Regions from separate parts of the Mus musculus genome. Here regions 1, 2 and 4 are each linked to region 3. Evidence: chromatin contacts called from public promoter capture Hi-C data. All regions are on one chromosome and are shown on one strand. The core of a region is the stretch at or near the end of the contact, and the rest is flanking DNA. Distances in the headings are between cores, read along the strand shown.

The links. Promoter capture Hi-C pulls out the DNA fragments that hold promoters and counts their contacts.
Region 1: a contact with region 3 is called in a promoter capture Hi-C map of hippocampal neurons, with 2.5 times the contacts expected there. The contact joins the promoter of Ifitm2 here to the promoter of Inpp5a in region 3. A contact is called at or near these places in 2 of 39 promoter capture datasets (hippocampal neurons and pre-B cells).
Region 2: a contact with region 3 is called in a promoter capture Hi-C map of hippocampal neurons, with 2.8 times the contacts expected there. The contact joins the promoter of Phrf1 here to the promoter of Inpp5a in region 3. A contact is called at or near these places in 2 of 39 promoter capture datasets (hippocampal neurons and pre-B cells) and 1 of 115 datasets of contacts at active chromatin or transcription factors (embryonic midbrain).
Region 4: a contact with region 3 is called in a promoter capture Hi-C map of pre-B cells. The contact joins the promoter of Deaf1 here to the promoter of Inpp5a in region 3. A contact is called at or near these places in 2 of 39 promoter capture datasets (cranial neural crest and pre-B cells).

What each region holds. Positions count from the first base shown.
Region 1 is chr7:140,954,227-140,957,885 of GRCm38.p6, reverse strand. Ifitm2 (interferon induced transmembrane protein 2) reads left to right here and starts at 1,925. Exons shown (of 2, transcript NM_030694.1): 1 at 1,925-2,216; 2 at 2,713-3,047. The coding sequence starts at 1,971. The coding sequence ends at 2,901.
Region 2 is chr7:141,227,224-141,230,645 of GRCm38.p6, reverse strand. Phrf1 (PHD and ring finger domains 1) reads right to left here and starts at 1,858. Exons shown (of 18, transcript NM_001081118.1): 1 at 1,755-1,858. It overlaps Gm51460, which reads left to right and starts at 1,030. Exons shown (of 1, transcript XM_030243134.1): 1 at 1,030-2,440. The coding sequence starts at 1,435. The coding sequence ends at 1,923.
Region 3 is chr7:139,387,316-139,390,894 of GRCm38.p6, reverse strand. It overlaps Inpp5a (inositol polyphosphate-5-phosphatase A), which reads right to left and starts at 1,786. Exons shown (of 16, transcript NM_001127363.1): 1 at 1,431-1,786. The coding sequence starts at 1,505. It overlaps Gm46004 (a long non-coding RNA gene), which reads left to right and starts at 1,748. Exons shown (of 2, transcript XR_001778314.2): 1 at 1,748-2,329.
Region 4 is chr7:141,326,396-141,330,134 of GRCm38.p6, reverse strand. It overlaps Deaf1 (DEAF1, transcription factor), which reads left to right and starts at 2,410. Exons shown (of 12, transcript NM_016874.3): 1 at 2,410-2,856. The coding sequence starts at 2,565. Tmem80 (transmembrane protein 80) reads right to left here and starts at 2,005. Exons shown (of 6, transcript NM_001141950.1): 1 at 1,869-2,005.

The sequences.
Region 1 (3,659 bases), core at 676-3,175, 1.6 Mb before region 3:
GGGGAGAGAGAGAGAGACACAGACAGAGAGTGACAGAGAGAGAGAGAGAGAGAGAGAGAGAGAGAGAGAGAGAGAGAGAGAGAGAGAGAGAGAGAGGAGATTGGGCCTGACATAAGCTTTTGAAACCTCAAAGCCCATCCCCAGGGACACACCTTCTCCAACAAGGCTACACCTCCCGATCCTTCCCAAACAGTTCTCCTAACTGGAGACCAAGCATCCAAACATGTGAGCCTATGGGGCACTTTCATTCAAAAGTGAGATTCACTCAGAGATGAGACAGAGAGGACATGCACAGGGCTCACTAGGAAAAAGAGCCACACCTTACCACCTCTGACTTTTCCCCTAAAATGATTTTCATCTCTCTCACACACACACACACACACACACACACACACACACACACACACACACACACACACACACACACAAAACCAAGAACAACCCCCACACCACCACCAAACCAAACAATAACAAAGACACCTTACCCCACCCTCTTTCCCTTTAGCCCCTGGAGGCTGCTCACCTACTTCTGACCTGAGAGCTGTTCATAAGGCTTATTCAGGTTTAGCATATATCAGAGCTTTCCTTTTTCATTTGCCAGTTGATAGACATCTAACCTCTGTCTGTTGCCTGTCGTTACGAATGCTGCTGTAGACATGAGATACAGGCATACAGGATACGTATAGACATGTGTTCATTCTCTTACACACGAGAAGTGGGATTCTGGGTTGTAGCTTCGATCTGCCCACTGCCTGCAAAGCCTGCAGCATCAGTGGTGTGGTTTCTTTGCTTCTAAACTACAGTGCTTCCTAATGGGTATGAGCAGTGTGCTGCTGGGGCTTTGATCTGCATTTTGCTAATGAGCAAGAATGTGGAGCCTGTTACCCATTGTGCCTCTTCTAGAAGAAATGTTGAGTTCCCCTTTCGTTCATTTTTTTAAAATTTTTACTTACTACTTTTTATTCATTTATTTAAGACAAGCTGTCATGTAGCCCAGGCTGGACCTTGAACTGATTCTCCTGCTGACCTTTCCCAAGTGCTGGGATTACAGACATGTGACCTGCTCCAGCTTTTGAGGCTCTGATCGATGGTGATGGTTGTACAAGTAGAGGCGAACAAGGGCTCTGTAGTTAGACTCACTGATCTCCTCCTTGCTCCATTCTGCCCTGTGGGATGAAATTTGGGTGCTGGGGGTGGGGGTGTGAGGTTACTGAATGGGTTCAAGTGTCAAACGATTTGTGTCCTTCACCACCAGGGAACTTCCCTTGTTTCTAGGACGCTCAGTTCCCTCACTGCTTCTGCCGGGAAAGACTCGGAGTTCCCTGTGTAGCCGTACTCCTACAGGCTTCATTTTAGCAATGGCTGTTTCGCAACTGGTAGGAAAACATCTGCCTTCCATAAGCTCCCCGGCTGCAGCCAAGTGACTGGAATTTTCCTTCCCTAGCTAGCCAGGAGCATCCAGGCCCTGTGCTGGAAGGCTCCTCCTTCCCCAACTGACAGCCAAAGAAACATTGAGTTGCAGATCTCCCCAGCCCCCACCTGCAACAGATTAGTTTAGGGGTGTGTGTGCTTGGGGTTTTTTAGAGGAGGCCCTCACTGTGAGGCCAGGTTTAGGGATGTACCAGGGGTGTGAGAGCAGGGGGCTGGGGAGACTAGATCTGGGGAGAAGTTCTAGTATGCCTACTGTAAGCAGGAGGTGGAGACCTTCAGACAAGTTTTAGCCCTGGGACAAGTCTAGATCCCTGGAAGTTTATACAGAGGTACCTCAACAGTCAACTAGTCCTGAAGTAATTTGATACTCAAGGCCTAAGTACCGCCCACTTCAGTATCCAGCCAATTCCCCACAGTAAGGCCCTCTGGAGACTAACCCACCAACAGGAAAAGGAAATTGCTAGAGAAAGGGCGGGTCTACAGAACCAGGATAGCAGCAGCCATCCTCCAGACGGGGCGATTGTTCCAGAGTCAGTACCATGAGCCACAATTCTCAAGCCTTCTTGTCCACCAATGCCGGGCTTCCTCCAAGCTATGAGACAATCAAAGAGGAGTACGGGGTGACTGAGCTGGGGGAACCCAGCAACTCAGCTGTTGTGAGGACCACCGTGATCAACATGCCCAGAGAGGTGTCGGTGCCTGACCATGTGGTCTGGTCCCTGTTCAATACACTCTTCTTCAACGCCTGCTGCCTGGGCTTCGTTGCCTATGCCTACTCTGTGAAGGTGAGTGTGCTAGAGGGGGTGGGAGGGAATGGTGTAAGAAGGTGTGTGTGAGCCTGAAGCGCCATCTACTCAGATAGCACCGAGGTGTGAGTGTGGGGTCCTTTCTGTAAGAAAGTGTGTGTGCACCCTTCCTATTTGTGTGTGTGTGTGTGTGTGTGCGTGCGTGCGTGCGCGCGCGCGCGCGCGCGCACTGTCTGTCTCTGGTGTTGGAGACTTTCTGATAGTCACAGGATGAAACTGCCTGGGGATTCTGGGGCCAGACTTTCCCCACCCCTTCACCCTTTAGACTGGGGCCCTAATCTGTGTGGAAAGTGAGGTATGCAGCGAATGCTGGAGCTTACTGTATAGTTTGTGTTTGTGTGTGTGTGAAAAGAGGGGAGGGTTTCCCGGCTGGAGGGAGTGAGACAGTGGGCAGGGAGCAGTTGGGGAAATGGAGCCAGAGCACCTGGCTCTCAGCTGGCCAGCTCCAGGGCTCCTTACATCTAATTTCCTTCAGTCTAGGGACAGGAAGATGGTGGGCGATGTGGTTGGAGCCCAGGCCTACGCCTCCACTGCCAAGTGCCTGAATATCAGCTCCCTGATCTTCAGCATCCTTATGGTCATTATCTGCATCATTATTTTCTCTACCACCTCTGTGGTAGTCTTTCAGTCTTTTGCACAAAGAACACCCCATTCTGGATTCTAGCTGCCCTGTGCTCCACGGTCCACATCTGCCCCGCCCCTGCCCCGCCCCCAGGCTCAAGCCTCGACCCTTTACCCTACGCGTATGCAAATGTTACCTTCACCTATCTGTCCACAGTGGATTCAATAAAGTGCACGGGGTGGCAACTCTGGCTGTGACTCACTGTTCTCTGGTTCTGTACCGAGCTCACCTTGCATCCTTTTTGTCTGAGGAGAGCAAGTGTCGTTAACTTGTCAGGCTTCTGGTCTCCAGATATGGGCAGCAGCCGACCTGTGGGTTTTTGCCTGATCCAGGCAGAGGGGATCCGAGGATCATCTAACGCTGAGGCCGTGCTCCCGGGGGTCCCAGGAAGGGTGCAGAACTTTGGGCAAAGGAGGCTCCGGCCTAGGAGTGAAAGACACCCGGAGTCCTTTACTTTAGGGGAAAAGAAATCCCTAGCCAAGATGTGTCCTCTTTTTGTGGTGGCCTCTTGGATATGACTTCAAGCTCCTGAGCTGGCCCGCACACAAAAGTTGGGTGCTGTGAAGTTTGCTGCCCTCACTGTTTCCTTCCCCACACTCAGGCTTATGTAGGGACCTGGAGTGGGTGGGGACTCTAGAAGGTTTCTTGTAGGAGGACCACATGACAGTTCTGCTGGCCTCACAGCTCCTAGGTTCCACCTCTCCTAGGGGGGAGGCTGTGTGTGCCTTGGCACCCCGCTAACATGCCTTGCATCCCTGGAGTTCCTTCTAAAGGATACTTCTGCTTACCCAAGGCTGGCA
Region 2 (3,422 bases), core at 609-3,108, 1.8 Mb before region 3:
TCCTCCTTTGCAAGCCTGTAAGAACAATGTTTAAAAGACTTCCTGTCTTCACTCTTCTGACTTTGAGGCCAGTCTGGTCTACAGAGCAAGTTCCAGGATAGCCAGGCCTACACAGAGAAACCCTGCCTCAAAAACAAAAGAGAGAGAGCCAGGGAGTTGTGGCACACCTTTAATCCCAGCACTTGTGAGGCAGAGACAGGCGGATTCTAAGTTTGGGACCAGCCTTGTCTACAGAATGAGTTCCAGGACAGCCAGGGAGACACTGAGAAACCCTGTCTCAGAAACAAACAAACAAAACAAAAAACAAAAGAGAGAAAGAAGGATCATAAATGTCACTAGATATGACCTTCCTTCTGTACCAAGCTCTAGTTCCCCAAATAAGAACCTATTCATATATGTGGTCTTTACTCCTCTGTGCCACCTAACTTTCCCAGTTACTTCCAGAGGAAGCCCCTTTCACAGAAAATTCATTCAAAAACTCACTAGCCTATCCTGTGGTACCCTATGCTTCCCACCAAACCTAATGTCCACAGTCAGAGAAAAACAAAACAAAACAAAACAGCATAAGAAAGCTGAAAAATAGGGCTCAAGATCAGGGGCCCCAGATCCTAGAGGTCCATCGGCCTCAAGAACACACAGGCTATCCACTCAAAGCCACAGGGAAGGGCGAAACCCTTCTCCAAGAGGTCAAAGGCCAGGAGAAGAGCTGATGGTCTCTAAACACAGAGGGCATAACTTAAGGAATGTCAATTGTCACATGTTGCTCCTGCCTGGGAACAGTAAAGGGAGAAGAGTTCTGATAAACTATCTTACGTCTACCTGGTGCTCAGAGAATTTGCCACAGACTCCTGCTGAAACACACCGTCTCTGATATTAGAAAATGCAGACTGAGATAGACACAGAGCTTTGGCCCATTCATGACGGGGACCTCGGTCATGGTCCCAGTTTTCAGAAAAGAGGAGCTATAAGGAACTCTGTGAACCTCACTCACACAAGTCTTGGCTTTCTCTCAGTGCTGAGTGACGCCACAGGTTGCCCTTTTCACTCAGCATTCTTCCCAGAGGAATGAGTATAGAGTGGTCTATGGGGAGAAAGGAGGAATGCCGAGCTGCAAGTCAATCTCAAACTCCAACTGTGCTTCCAACCACTGGCCAAGATGACAGTCGCCAGACACGTTACTGTTTTCTGTTGCAGAGTACTCCTTTCAAGACACGATGGGAGCAACCCGGGGTTCAAACACAAGACAGGAAGACAGGTTTGAAAGCAATGTTGGCTCTGCCACTCTGCAGCGATGTAACACTGACAAGTGACTTTACCTCTCCGAACTATGGCTGTAAAGCTCCGACAGTGGTGCCTACTCGAGAATGCTGGGAGGGCTCCTCGAACTAAGGAAAACGATAATCGCGACATCAAGCACAATTTGGGCAAGTTCAGATGGTGCTGGCCAGGGCGAGGGCCATCAGGACAGAAAACCAGGTAGCTAGGGGTCACACCTTTCTTATGCACCAGTCCAGGTTCCCGCATGACCAGACAGGTGGCCGGCACCACGCCCATGGGCCTCCCGGTCGCAGCCGGACGTTCCGGGGCTCAGCTCGAGGCCTCAGCCACCCTCTCGTCCTCCGGACCGACCCGCGGCCAGAGCGACGTAGGCCTAGCCGGCCCGGAAGGCCACAGACAAAGCGTACGGCCACCATAGGTGGCCCGCGCGGCCGGACGCGACAGGGACACCGGGCCAGAGCGGCTACCGCACGTACCCGGGAACCTCGCGCCTCCCGGACGCTCCTAGACGATCCCGCCTCTGTCCGAACACGACCGCAAGTAGGCCGGTCAGCCGCCGCCGCCGTCGCCGCGCGCTCCCCGACCCGGAAGTGCACCCATACTCTTCCGGAACTTTCTGCCCTGCCCGTTGGTGGAAACTACTAAGGCCAAAACGGGGAGGAACTCGCGGCGGAGGATGACGAGACGTTAGCGCGTCCCCTTCCTCTCAGAACACCGACTAGCCCATCACAAGTACTGTCAGAGGAGAGCAGTGTTTTGCTGAGCGTGTGCTGTCCGAGCTCTCACCAGTGCACTAAACCAGGCTGTGGGTCTCACCTCCATGCAGTTGGTACAGTCCGACTCCCCATCCGCCGCGATGAATGGGAGCGGCCCCGGGACCACGTCTCCGCCCACAACCGTCCCGCCCTCCCGTGAGCGCCTCCTCCTGGTGGCTGGACTTAACTGCAGCCCGCGGCTGGAGGAGCGCTAGAGAAAAGCTTCAGGATGTCCCCTGGGTCTTCAGGTTCCCTTCCAGTATGCAGTTAATCATGATGGATCCTGTATATACGAGCTCCTCCGTCCCCTTCAGCCCGGCGAGGAGAGGCACAGTAACTTGTGAACACCGTGAAGAACTTAATTGTATGGCACAGATAATTAATAGAAAGAACAGAACTAGAGGTTACCGCCTGGCAGTAGGACACTTTCTTGCCTAGTACGCATAAAGGCCTGGTGAGAGGGGTCAAAGTATGGAGCATAATAGGATTAGGGGAAGAACCATGAGAGGACTCAGGGAAAATTCAGACCCACAAAACTGAGACTGACCTAGAGGCTGAGGGGATCAGAGGACACTGAGGTACTAAACAGGTGGCAATCATGGCTCACTGGACTCAACTGCCCATTTTGTGGTCCAGGGACCACTGTGGCTCAGAAGGGATGGCTTTTGATAGGAATAGAAGACAGACTGTAGCCGGGCAGTGGTGGTGCACGCTTTTAATCCCAGCACTTGGGATGCAGAGGCAGGCAGGCGGGTTTCTGAGTTCAAGGCCAGCCTGGTCTTCAGAGTGAGTTCCAGGACAGCCAGGGCTATACAGAGAAACCCTGTCTCGAAAACAACAAGAACAACAACAAAAAAAAAAAAGGAAAGAAAGAAAGAAAGAAAGAAAGAAAGAAAGAAAGAAAGAAAAAAAAAAAAAGAAAAGAAAAGAAAAGAAAAAGAAAGGAGGAGAAGACAGACTGTAGATTTACTGAGAAACTGGATGAGAGGGGCAGGGAGGAGAGGGAAGGAAGAATATGAAGATGAGGAGATAGGAGTCTACTTAGAAGAGGGAAAGCTAGGGTTATCCCCAGAGAGCAGAGGACAAAAGGCTGCCTTGGAGATAAAATGTGGTGGTAGTGGGGACCAGCTTTGGAACCTGGGACTTTCAGTGCTAAAAAGTCCAGATTCTACAAAGAAACTCAAGGGTAGGGTACTGAAGAAAACAAGAAAAGGAGAAGCAAACACATACATCAAGAAGGGATCTGGGGCTGGACAGGGTGACATAACCTTTACTCTCAGAAGAGACAGGCGGACCAGTGTGAGTTCAAGGCTAGCCTGGAGCACATAGCAAGTTCCAGAACAGCCAGAGCTACAAAGAGACCCTCTTTGTCTCAAAGGAAAGAAAGGA
Region 3 (3,579 bases), core at 537-3,036:
AGACTCTTCTCCCATGCTCTCTGCCAGGAAGGAAACAGGACCCTCGCCTGAAATCTACATCAGGCCTGTATCCAAGCCCTGGCACCATCCCGACTGTTCACCTAGGTAAGGGGGTGGGTGGAGAGGGAGGAAGGGGAGTCAGTGGCTCCAAGGTTTCATCTGTGGCATTACCCTTTCTTCTTCAACAAGCATGCCACTTGGAGCCGCATCCTGCTTTATTTGGGTTGGCAGTTTAAGTACCAACAGCGGGGTGGCACCATGGCTGCAATGCTGAACTAGGTCAGCCCCAGCCTGCTCCAGGGAGCTCCCAGTGCCCCAGGCCTCAGCTCCCTTCTGCCTCCCAGAGGAGAAGAAAGCCCAGGGTTCCAGGGTGGGACTGGAGAAGCCGTTCTACAAGATAAAGGCCTTTGGCATCATTTTTGGCCTTGAAGAGCTTTTCAGCACCTTCTCATTTAGTAAACAGGAATATAAAGTCCCCCAAGGCTTGAAGAGAGCTACCTCATTTGAGAACTAGTGCTATTGCAAGTTACATGGCAAAATGAGGTGCCTCACGCCTCAGGCCCCTCAGAAGACAAGACCAAGGGATGGGATATAGGTACCAGGACTCAGATGATGGAGCTCAAGGTTTGGGACTGAGGTCTATTGGGAGGAAGGTTCGGGGATGGGAGATGGGGTGTAGAATTAGAGGCAGGGACCTCACTCTGGGGCCAAGAGTAGGTGTAGGATCTGAGGTTTTAGGGTAGAGACTCAGAGTTCAGGGTCAGTGTGGTATGGGTTGAGAGGAACAGGACCAAAATTTTTGAAAGCTGGGTTTCTGGAACCAGAAATCAGACTTGGGGGATCAGAGTCAGAGACTGGGGGCCAGGGGGTGAATCAGAAAACCTGGGGTCAGCGTATGCTTGGGTTTGGAAGCCAGGACATCCAAGTATCAGGATTCTGGGTCAAAATTCCAGGTCAGTACTTGTGGCTCTGGAGTTCCAAGGCAGGAAAAAGATAGGGATTTGCTGTCTTGGGAGCAAAGCAAGGAACCAGCATCAGGATTCAAGGATCTGGACTGAGTCTGGGTTCCTGTAGTATGGGTTAAGACAGGGGTTCAAAAACTGAGTCTTCGAGTTTGGCCTCGGGTACCAGAAAAGCGGTGTTAAGGTCCCGAGTGTGTAGCTGGAAGTTTCCTGGCCTAGGGTACCCCCCTGCTATGGGGTCAGGGTCTGTCTGGGGCTTGGGAAAATCCTGGTCGGAGTCTCCAGCTGTGGGTAGGGGGCATCAGAGTCACACGTCCCAAAGACAACTGGCCCGGAGTCCGCGGCTATAGAAGACGCTGTAGGGGCCGGAATTTAGGGTCTCCAACTGAAAATGGGGATGTCAGGGTCCCGGGCTGGGAGACTCCTAGCCCGTAACCGCCCCTCCCTAGCCGACGGCGCGGCACTTACGTCGTCGAAGAGCGAGCCCACGTTGGCCGTGACCAGCAGGACCGCGGTGCCGGGGGCGGCCGCCTTCCCCGCCATGGTGCCCGGGCGGAGCGGGCTCTGGACTGGGTGGCGGCGGCCGCTTCCTGCGGGGCCGGTAGGGCTGGGGTCTCGCGGGGCCGCGGGGCGTCAGCTGCGCCGGGGGACAGCACAGGGGCGCATCGCGGGCTTGGCGGGTCGGACCGGGCCTGGCCGGGGCTCCAGCCTCGCGGTCGCGGCTCTTCGCTGCTCCGCGGCCCCGCGCCCGCTCGCCGCCGCGCCTCACAGCGGCCCGCGCGCAGCCATTAGACCCGCCGGGAAAGTTCCCGCAGCCGCCGCCGCCGACTCCGGCTGGGACAAGTCCCGCCCCACAGGAGGTGGGACCCTAGAAGGCGGGGCTGTCGGTCGCGCCGGGGGTGGGGCCTCCCTATGGGGCGGGGCCTGCACACAATCTACAGACTTGGGTCTTAGGCTCCCTGGCTCCGGGTCCACTGGAAGGGCGGGTTCTCGAGCCTGAGTCAGGCTGGGGGTGGGGTTTGTGCAGGGGCGGGCCTGCTCACAGGAGCTAAGCCTAGGGTGGGGCGGAGCCAACACCAGATGGAGGAGGGGAGAGGCGGGCATATGGGGCATTCCTGTCAGTCAGGCCCCTGAGTCCTCCCCTGGCTTTGCCCCGCCCTGCCGCGGTTACGCGCATATTCCACCCTCCACTCCCATGACGTCACGACCCTGTTACCAAAGCGCTTCTTAAAGGAGCCGCGAGTTTGGACGACTACAGCCCGCCTTCTTGTTGGGAGCCCTGGAGATCCTTGGAACCTCTGTCCTGGCCCCCCATCCCCCCCCCCCGATGTGGAACCGGTCTTCAGCCTGGGTCCAGGCCCTCGCCGGTACGGGGAGTCTGACGTAGGCGGACCGTGGGAGGGAGCAGGGCCACGGAGAATTAAGGAGGAGCCTCCTCCAGTCCCAGCTCTGGGTCTGCAAAGAGTGGGTCTGCAGATCAAGTGTATGGGATTTTGCAATTTCCTAACACGTCCACCCAGTTCCTTATATAGGACTTTGCTTACAAAACAGAAAGCTGTTGGCATCCAAAAACAGAAAACTAATAAATCCTTTTAAGAAGCAAGCGTATTGATGTACTCCTGTAATCCCAGTACTCGGAAGTTGTGGCAGGATTGCTATGAGTTCGAGGCCAACCTGAACTCATAGCAACCTAAACTAGCTTGAGACCATACCCCGCCCCTCCCACCTAAAAAAGAAAAAGTTCAGATTAGGTGTTTGGATAGCCAGCTGTGGCCCCCATGCCACACCCAAGGACAGTTCCCAAGGTGGGGGATGTGGTCAGTCCGGGAATTTTAGCCACCAGAGAGAGCTGGAGGTGGGGGGCAGGGAGGTATGCTAGTTAGAAGAACAGAATCAGTCCTACATGTAGAAGGAATCAAGAAATTTCTCTGAGATAGAGTCAGTTGTTCCTGGAGGTGGGACGGGGCTGGTAGGGAACATATAGTGAGCTGGGTAACCCTTGCTAGTCTAGGCCTCCAGAAAGCCCTGTCCAGTGGGGCTGCTGCGCTGTAGCCTGCGAGGAGGCATCCAAAGAAACAGTACTACAGACATACTAGAACCCTGTTTGCAACGACAGTTCTTCTGGTGGGTTCATTCTTTAATTTTGTATTTAGTTTGTATGTATGGTGTGCATTGGTTCAGACACACACGCTACAGAAAACAGGTTGCAATTATCAGTTCTCTTCTTATAGCATGGGTTCTGGGATTTGAATTCGGGTCATGAAGCTTGGTGACAAGGGCTCTTACTCACTGAGCCATCTTGCCCGCCCGCTATAGATGGACTTTTCAGAGGTTAACAACCGCCGGAATTAATTTTAACAGGGCATTTACTTAACGCAATGGATGTGAACATCATCCAGTGTGGAACTAGCATTTAGCAATGTTAATGAGCTTCCCACAGCAAGGCTTTGAAATGAGTATCTGGTGCTTACAGCGCAGTGCCCAGTAACCACATGCTCCCTACCAAGTGTTTCCCAACTCTTGGCACCATCTGAGAAAGAATTCAGAGATGCGACAAAGAAAAGGATTAAGAGAAAGTAGTATTACAGAGAGAAGCCCACACTCAAGGAGTCAGTGT
Region 4 (3,739 bases), core at 1,161-3,660, 1.9 Mb before region 3:
ATTCTGAGATAAGGCCTCACTATTTAGTTTTGACCTGTTTGGCCTGGAACTCATAGCCATCTTCCTGACTCAGCCTCTTAATTGTTGGATTAGTGGAGATAGCCATAATCCCAGACTGGAAACTGGGTGTTTTATGTGACTTAATTTCAAGACCATTTTCTCCCCTAGAACTCCCTTTTTACTGTAACCAGGCACACAACAACAGCACTCCCATGTTTGTGGCAGCTGTTAAACAAAGCATATAGTAGGGATGCCCTGCAGGTGAGGCTGCACGTGTAGTACAATCACATTTCTGAAATTTGCTTCATTAAGGAACATTGGGAAACTGGATGGATGGATGGATGGACAAACACTGGTCTGAGCTGGCTAAGACCAGTTTCTGTTCCATATTGCTAGCACTGGACCCTGCCTGCATATCATCTGAGCTCAGACCTCCTCATTTAGCCTGGGACTCAGCCATGGTGAAATATTGACTACAGCACCTTCTGGCTGCCCGGGACTCAGGTTAGCCACAGGTGTGTGTGTGTGTGTGTGTGTGTGTGTGTGTGTGTATGGGTGTGTATTCACCCAGGGTAAACTGACATTATGCCTTGGTTGTGTCTGGTGTAAACCAGGTATGCCATGGGTGTACCAAGGTATACTTCAGGTATGCCTTGGAGGTGCTGAGGAGAACTATAAGTGTGCTTGGGATGAGCTGAATGTATGCTATGAATATCTGGAGTCTAGCGCATGCCAGAGGCATGCTATGAATGAATATGTGGTAAGCTGCAGGTGTGACAAGATGTACCCTAGGACACACTGGGTGTGTCACAGCTATACCTGGTTTAAAAAAAAAAAAATCCCATCAAAGCCAACGGACTCAAAGTTCCAGAAAGCCAGGAATTTGAGAACTGGGGAAGAAAAGCAGCTGACCTTGACTTCAGACACCAATCCCTATCCCAGACACCCTACGGGTGCAAAAGAAGACAAAAGACCCAGAAATTCCAAAACCAGTTTGTCTAAGGAAAACAGCTAACTTATCTAGAATGCTCTTAACAAGCACCCTTTCCCTACCCTTAGCTACAAAAACCCCAGTCTAAAGCGAGTGGCCTATTGTCTTGAACTAACTGTGGTCATTGAGTGACTAGATCCTGTGCCCTGATCATCAAATGGCCAGAATTTAACAGCCACGTCTCTGGAACAAGCCTGCTTTAGTTGTTTGAGGTTGACTAAGTCATTTTTTTTCCCTACAAACGTAATTCTTATTCATCCTTACATCTGGGGTGAGCAACAGGGGAACTCGAGTGTATTGTGGATATGCCAGGGGTGAGCTGAATATACGTATATGGTTGTCCTGGATATTCTCAATGTGTAAACCCGGTGTGCCAAGGGTATATCGAAAAAATGAGAGATAGGTGTATCAAGGGCGTACTCGGGGTGAGCAGCGGGTATGCCAAGGGTGTGCTCAGGATGAGCCATAGGTATGCCATGCATGTCAGCTTTAGTGAAATATGGTTGTGTAGTTCGTATGCCACCATAGTGTACTCTGGGTAATCCACAGGTGGACCCCGGGTCACAGAAGGTGTGATATGGTTGTATACAGGGGCGTATCCCAGTGTGTGCCTCAGGTATATCACTGGAATACAGAGACGAGCTTCGGGACAGCCGCCGGGATACCCGAAGTGCCCCCACGCCCAACCGGAAGACACCCCCCCCACCCCTCGCTCTCCAACTCCGGCGCAGAAATCCGGGCTAGTGGGCTTAAGCCACCAGGTTCCGGAATAACAAGGTGACAATCAGAGGAGTTGCAGAGCCAGCCCAGACAGCCTCTCATCGTGACAGCATGAGACCACACTGTCCCTGCGATCGCGTAGCCCCGCCCGCCTCACCTGGCCGCACGGCCGCCATTTTGCCGCTGGGTCCGCCACAATCCCAGCAGCCTCTTGGCCGCACCCTCCCGCCATCTTCGCTCCTCCCGCCGCGCGGTGCAGCGAGCGTCCGACAGCGGCCGAGGCCCGATTCTCCCGTCCGGCAATACTCGGGAGCTTTCGGATAGAAGGAGGCGGGCACTGAGGCTCCGGAGAACTCGGCTCGGAGGTATTCGGCGGAGTTCGGCGAGGCCTCGTGTGGGTTCGGCTTTCGCCGCCCCGAGAGGGGGTTGGAGAAATCCCGTGGCGCCAGGGTCTGTCTGCGAACCCAGACTTCGTTGGAAGCAGGGGAGAAACTGCCCAGAGCCGGCCAGCTCTATCGGTCGGTGACCACAGTCAGATCCGCTTCTTAGACAGCGAGCAAGAAACGCTCGTAAGCTTTCGGGAAGCTTCGGGACCATTCGTATTATCTAGATTCTGCGCTTCGGGAAACTTCGGAGCTGCTCGGTTCTACACTCGGGCCATCAGCTCGGCTCTGCGGGCAGCTTCGGCTCGGTTCGGCGGGCGTCAGACTGCCTCTTCGGTCGCTGCTCGGGCGGTGGCTTCGGGCGGCCTCGGCCCAACTCGGGCGGCCTCTTCGGGCCCCGCTTCGGGCTCGGTGCCTGGCGCTTCGGGCGGTCCCGGACAGCGCCTTCGGGCGGACTCGGTGGAGTCCGTATGGAGGACTCGGACTCGGCGGCAAAACAGCTGGGCCTGGCCGAGGCGGCAGCTGTGGCGGCCGCTGCCGCGGTGGCGGCGGCCGCCGCGGCCGCAGCGGAAAGCGAGGCGGAGGAGCCGGTGTTAAGCAGAGACGAGGACTCGGAGGAGGACGCAGACTCCGAGGCGGAGCGCGAGACGCGGCGGGTCACCGCTGTGGCGGTGATGGCGGCCGAATCTGGGCACATGGATATGGGTACCGAGGCTCTGCCCAGCCCCGATGAGGCCGCCGCCGCCGCCGCCGCCTTCGCAGGCAAGTGCGCCCGCCGGCCTCGCGCCTCACCGGGTTCCCGCGTGCAAGCTCTGAACACATGCACCAGGCACAGGCCACTTTCCATATGCTTTGTGCATCTGTCATGCACATCTGTCTTCCAGGGAAGGCTCTCTTCCACCTGTCCTGCACACCTGCCCAGCACCTGCCCTGCCAGTGCACCTCACAGTGACCTGCACGCCTGCCCTGCCTCTGTCCATGCCCCTGCACCTGACACCTGCCCCCCATACATGCTCTGTACCACCTGTGCACTTCACACCTGCCCGTGCACTCACAATGCCCTGAACACCTACTCTGCACCTGCCCATGCATCTCACAATGACTTGCACCCTTGCTCTTTCCCTGCCCTGCATCTCACAGTGCCCTGCATGCCCATCTTGCACACACACATGCACACGCACAGCACACTCTCACTCCTCTAGCCTTGCTCTGCACTGTATACAGACGTGTCTCCCTTGTGTGAGTGTGCCTCTCTGTTCTTTGTCTGTTTTACCCTTTGGAACTTTCTCAGTACCTACCACCTGCCTTGTCCTCTCCTGCTGCTTCCTGGGAGCTGAGAGCACAGATGGGTCACATGTGAGTTCTGTTCTAGAGGTGCCCCAGGTATGGTCAGCAGCATTACTGCTGGTAGACCTGTCTGTCTCAAAGGCCAGTTCAAGTGTGACATGAGAGGGGCAAGAGAGTCATCCAAGGCAGGCAACCTTGCAAAGGTAACGATGCAGAAACCAGCCTTGCTTTATATTGTGACATGAGCTGCTCCGTGCTGTATCTCCTAGTCTTCCTATGCAGATATCCCCTCCTTCTCCATCACTTAGTTTTCCATTTTTCTCCTTCTGTTTTCTCACACAAAGAGCACCCGATTCTC